Regions from separate parts of the Rattus norvegicus genome. Here region 2 is linked to region 1. The links are chromatin contacts, called in public Hi-C maps. All regions are on one chromosome and are shown on one strand. Each heading gives the region's core, a stretch centred on a gene start, on an enhancer-like site or on the middle of the called end of the contact. The rest is flanking DNA. Distances are from core to core; before and after follow the strand shown. Region 1 holds the start of Mbd4 (methyl-CpG binding domain 4 DNA glycosylase). Region 2 overlaps Ift122 (intraflagellar transport 122).

What was found. Hi-C and Micro-C count contacts between places; a contact is called where the count stands out from the background.
Region 2: a Hi-C map of Schwann cells shows a contact between it and region 1, with 1.8 times the contacts expected there. The contact joins the enhancer-like site here to the promoter of Mbd4 in region 1. A contact is called at or near these places in 3 of 12 Hi-C or Micro-C datasets (Schwann cells, kidney and psoas muscle).

What each region holds. Positions count from the first base shown.
Region 1 is chr4:150,576,143-150,578,741 of GRCr8, reverse strand. It overlaps Mbd4 (methyl-CpG binding domain 4 DNA glycosylase), which reads left to right and starts at 1,316. Exons shown (of 8, transcript NM_001427248.1): 1 at 1,316-1,558. The coding sequence starts at 1,473. Ift122 (intraflagellar transport 122) reads right to left here and starts at 1,100. Exons shown (of 29, transcript NM_001309521.1): 1 at 976-1,100. The coding sequence starts at 1,016.
Region 2 is chr4:150,618,316-150,620,914 of GRCr8, reverse strand. The region is part of intron 14 of Ift122 (intraflagellar transport 122); the gene reads right to left. Among named protein-coding and RNA genes, the nearest start is that of Rho, 34 kb to the left of the region's middle. Within about 2 kb of position 1,299, at least 37 of the 93 cell types and tissues checked have an H3K27ac peak or open chromatin away from gene starts, as enhancers often do. A contact at or near this core is called in Schwann cells, where this site is marked.

The DNA.
Region 1 (2,599 bases), core at 67-2,566:
AGGTGTCTACCTCTCCTCTCTGACTTGTTCCTCTGAGGCAGGGTCCTCCTCCTTACCTTGGACCCCCTCTTTCTGGCTAAGTTGGTGGCTAACAAACCCTATCAGTCATCCTGTCTGAACTCCCCTCTGTACCACTGTTACAGGTTTATGTAGGACCACACCTGGCTTTTATGTAGGTACTGGAATCAGAACTCTAGTCCTTATGCTTGCTTGAAGGGCTCACTCTTAATACTCAGTATTTTAATTAAGTATTAAATTAAGCTCACTCTTAAGTACTAATTATGAAAATATTCTTCAAACTTTCCGATCAGGAGAATGTCTTGATTTGATGTGCGTCTTACATGTTTCTCTGACCTTACATGGAAATGTCCGGCTTCAGACACAGTAGATCTCAGCTCAGGTGGAAACGCTCTCTTTTAACAGCACCTATATGCAAGTTACTCGCACTGTTTGTTCCTGCTTGAAAGTTTTTAACCCCAGCACTGGGGAGGCATAAGTAGATGTACCTCTGTAAATTCAATGCCAGCTTGGTCAAGATAGTGAATTCCAGACCAGCCAGAGCTTTAAGTGAGACTCTATCTCAAAATAAAAAAATAAATAATAAATAAATAATAAATAATAAATAAATAAACAAAAACAGAAGAAACTTAAAAATATCAGATAAACAAAAATATGGGCACTTTGACGATGTAGCAAAGGTCAGGAAGCTGAGAAAACACTGAGGTGGGTGAGAGAAGTCCAAGAGGGATTTTGAGAAGAGAGAAGTAAGACTGGATGATGATGACGTATAAACTGCTTCAGCGGACCGCCACCCTCAGGTGATCTCTAACCCCCTCGGGAATCTCGGTTTCTCTTTCCTTTGGGGAGTTGAAGGCACCGAATCAGAGTCTTTGGCCCAGGCCGCAGGCCCGTTGCCATGGCAACGCGCCGGTTCCCGCCGCCTCCCCAACCATCCCCGAGCTTCCCGCTCCTCACCACTGCTCCGCTTTGTCTCTCCACGTCAACACGGCCCTCATCGCCGTTTCCCACACGCCTCGGGCCCCTCCTCCCAGCCTCGGCAGCAACAGGCTTCTCTCCACAAACCACTTCGGCTACCTTTGCTACCCTTAGCAACGCACATGCGCAATGGGTCGCGCGTGAGCTCGCAAGCTCCAAGTGCGCATGTCCAAAAGGGAGCCTAGCTCCTCCTCTGAAGCGCCGAGCGCGCAGGGACGCAGGAGGCGGAAGCGTAAGTATGACAGGAGAGATTGGTCAGGCAAGATGGGTGGGGCAGGGAGCTTTGACGACGGAGGATTTGATTGGCGGGACCCTGGCTGTGGCGTCTGTAACTGAAGCGGTGGCGGGAAGGTTGCTGTGTGGATTGGCTGATTTTCACGTCAGTGTTTGGATTCGGCCCAGTGTTTTGAGTTGTGTTTTACTCCACCTCCCGGCCTGGAGCTGCAGCTGCGCCCCCGCGGACCAAAGCAGCCGGGATGGAGAGCCCAAGCCTTGGGGACAACAATGTCCCCTCCGTCACTGCTGGAAAGAGCCTAGTTTCAGACCCTCCCTGGGACCGCTGGCAAGTTTTTAAACCTCTCTCGGGCCTTAGAGGAGTCTCTCTTGTGTGGGTCTTCCTAACCTTCAACACAAGGTGACGGACACCTAGAGCTGTCGCCCTGTGGGAACAAACTAGGATATACCCGATTCCTTGTCCTGACTGACTGGAGAAGACAAGGGAGGTTTTGTGATGCAAGCAAGTTAGCCTGGGCCGGAAGGGCCCCTCAGAAATAGCCCTATGAAAAGTCACATAGGAAGTTACTGTTGTGTCCGGGCTAAAATGATGCACTTATTTGCATGTCCCAAAACTTGGCCGCTCAAACGATTTTAAGATCTGGGCATTTAATTAAGTTGGTAATGTTTACACAGTAAACACAAAGCGGTGGGTTTGAGCGTCAGCACCGAATACCCGGGCTTGGGATCGTATATCTGTGGAGGGAGGAGGATCAGAAGTTGAAGATGAGCCTCTGGGCTCAAAGCTAACCTGGGGTGCATAATATCCTGTCTCAAAAGCAAACAAAACTTTTTTTAAAATGTTACTTCCTCTTTAAGGGTGGAGAAAAGAGATTTTGCGGCCAAAGTGACTTTCTCTTTGGAAGCTCAGCTAATTATAAATAGAGCTGGGATTTTGACCCATTTTGTAAACCTAACATTTGTTGTGATTCCCTCAGGTTTCAGTTACTTGGTCTCCTTATAAGATTCTTCTAGCTGATATTTAATTCCAAATTCCATCAGAAGAACGCCATGGTTCTAATTGTGGTTAGTCTCTAGGCCTTGCTTAGTTTCCCTATTTCCCTATTTGTAGAAAGTAGATTGGGTTAGAAGGTCTCTCTAGAGACTCACTTTTATTTATGTATGTGTTTGTGTATGAACATGGGTGTTGGTGGAGACCAGAGGAGGTGTCAGATTCACTGGAGCTGGAGTTGCAGGCTGTTATAAGCTGCCCTGATGTGGGTGCTGGGGTCCTCTGGAATAAGTGCTCTTAACCACTGAACTATCTCTCCCACCCTTCACTCACCTTTTAAAATGTATAGTTTAGTGATTAAAATACACTGTACTCAAA
Region 2 (2,599 bases), core at 50-2,549, 42 kb before region 1:
TAAAAACCTGAGGCTAGCACGAGAGGTGACCTGATATTCTTGGTCTTGTGCTCTTTCTTTCTGTGTTCGTTCTCTCTCTCTCTCTCTCTCTCTCTCTCTCTCTGTGTGTGTGTGTGTGTGTGTGTGTATGTGTGTCCATCTGTCTGTCTGTCTGCAAATTGCGAATGCATGCATACACATCAGGCTTAAAGCTGAGCTGGGCCTGTCATCCTTAGCAATAAGGAATTTGGCTTGACTTGAGGCCAGTCAATATGCTTCAGGGACCCTTGTCTCCCTTGTGGATTCCTGGGCAGTAAAGATCAATCAGCCAGTACCTCTGTACTAATGGTTCCCAAATGTCAAACTGGAAGTGCTGTTTTCTCCTTTTGGGGCCTTTATCTTTGAAATTTCCGGTCCTTCCCCCCCCCCCTTCAGAATTAAAAGAAATCTTTTTCCTTTCAAAGCTGATGTGCCCTCTGACAGCACGACAGCTGTACCCAGGGGCTTGTTTTCCTGTGGTAATACACCATCCATTTCCCTCCTGCTGTAGGGAGCAGCTGGCCACAGACTGGGAGCAGCTGAGCTAGCACCCAGGCCTGGCTCAGCCATATCCTATCCAGGGGATCTGTTCAGAGACTCTGCCGAGCTCAGGCTTCTGCAGGCCAAAGCAGCCATCTTCCTGGCCACAAGTCTCATTATCTTCTGAGCTCTCCCAAACCCCACCCACTCTGCCCTCACAAAGAGCTCTCTTCTCTGGACTCCTCTGCTCCACTTGAGTTCATTTTGTGGCTTTTGGTATTTCATGACTGTCTATAATAAGGAGGAATAATAACAGGAATCAGGACAGGCAAACCTGGAAATGGGTGTAATTAACCCCGTTTCACAGTGGCAAAGCCTGGAGTTTCGGCTGCTCTGGGGAGGATCCCTTTAGCCCTGGAGTTCAAGACTAGAGTGGGCAACATGGCAAGTGCCTGTCCCAAACAAAACAAAACAAAACAAAACAAAACAAAACCAAAACCCAATGATCCTCTTACGCAGAAAAGAACCGAGGCCTCAAAGAGGGAGATACGTTTTTCAGGATGGAGTTGGATCCAGTTATAGAAACAGAATCCAAAACTAGGGCTCCTTTTCCCAAGCTGCACAACTTCCTGTGACAACTGACACACACAACCCCCCCCACACACACACACAAGATCCACACAAGATGAGCTGATGTACAGCAGAGAGGTACAACCTGAATGAGGATCTGAAAACCGTACTAAAGAACCAGTCCCCTGTGAGCAACGCCTTATCTGGCTGCTGCATTCCAAGCATGACATCATGGAGCACAAGTCAGGTTTACTGCCCTACTTGGCAGCTCGGACACACCAGTTCTTGCACAAGATGATACAAATTTCGAAAGGAAACCAAAAATCCCAAGAGCAAAAATGGGGCTTTTGCCTGGTCTGGAGGCCCAAACCACAAGAAGACTGGAGGCGAGGCGGCAGATAAACAGCCTCTGTCTCCAGATCGCCTTTCCCAGTGCTTGGCAGCTCTGGCCTGCTGCATCAGCAGGAAGACTGGCTACAACCAACAGAGACCTTGGCTACTGACTCTTGAGGCTCTGGCAGGAGGAGCCCCGGCAGCCCCTCCGGCTCCTCTTGGCTGGCCAGAATCAGGAGCAGCAACTGCATTTATTTTTGAGGTTAGGATGGCAGTCTGGGGAGAAAACCTTTTAATAAGCGAAGCCTGTTTGGCATGGATAAGGAAGAGTGGGCTCCTAGCAAACGTGGTGCTTGGGTTTAGGGTACTGCTGTACTGCTGGGGAGCAGATAAGGACAGCAAAGAGTCAAGCAGGCAGGGCTGTCCTCAGCTGCCACCACACACCACCCTGTCCCCATCTCTCTGCTCTGTCTTCTCCACTGTTCATTCACATCAGAATGCACTGCCATTGCTTGAACACTCAGAATGGATCAGGAGCTGGTGTGGACAGTGCTGCAGTAAACCCCTGCAGCAACAAGTAGCAAGGGCTTCCATGGCTCCAGGGAGGAAGGACTCTGTAGGCCAGGTGTATGTAGGCAGGCAGACTAACAGCGTTCTAGAGGAAAGGCAATCTAGAATTATGAACATCTTTCAATGTACAAGGCCTCTGGCCCAGCAATTTCAGTTCTTGGAATTTATACTAAGTCAGGACATACGCAAGGAAGACACCCACTATTTACAAGAGCAAAAAGCAATGGGCAGCCAGGGTAGTGACTCACGCCTTTAATCCCAGCACTCTGAGGCAAAGACAGGAAGATCACTGTGGATTTGAGACCAGCCTGATCCACACAGAGAATTCCAGGGTTGCCTGGACCAATCATAAGAAGGAAATAAAAGGTTGTGGGTAATATAAACGTAGGTGCCAGGGAGTAAGCTATGGACGATCCAAGTGCTAGATAGAAGAGCTGTGTTCATTCCAAACACAGCTGGGTACACAGCAGGGAGGGCATGGGAGCTAGAGGCAGGACAGTACTCCACCCTCCACGGTGGAGCAAAGGAACAACTGCATTACAATCTTGTACAGTACTACCTAAGGGGAACTGAGCAACATACACAAGGAATCACTTGTCATTTCTTACACATAGATGTGAGCCTACAA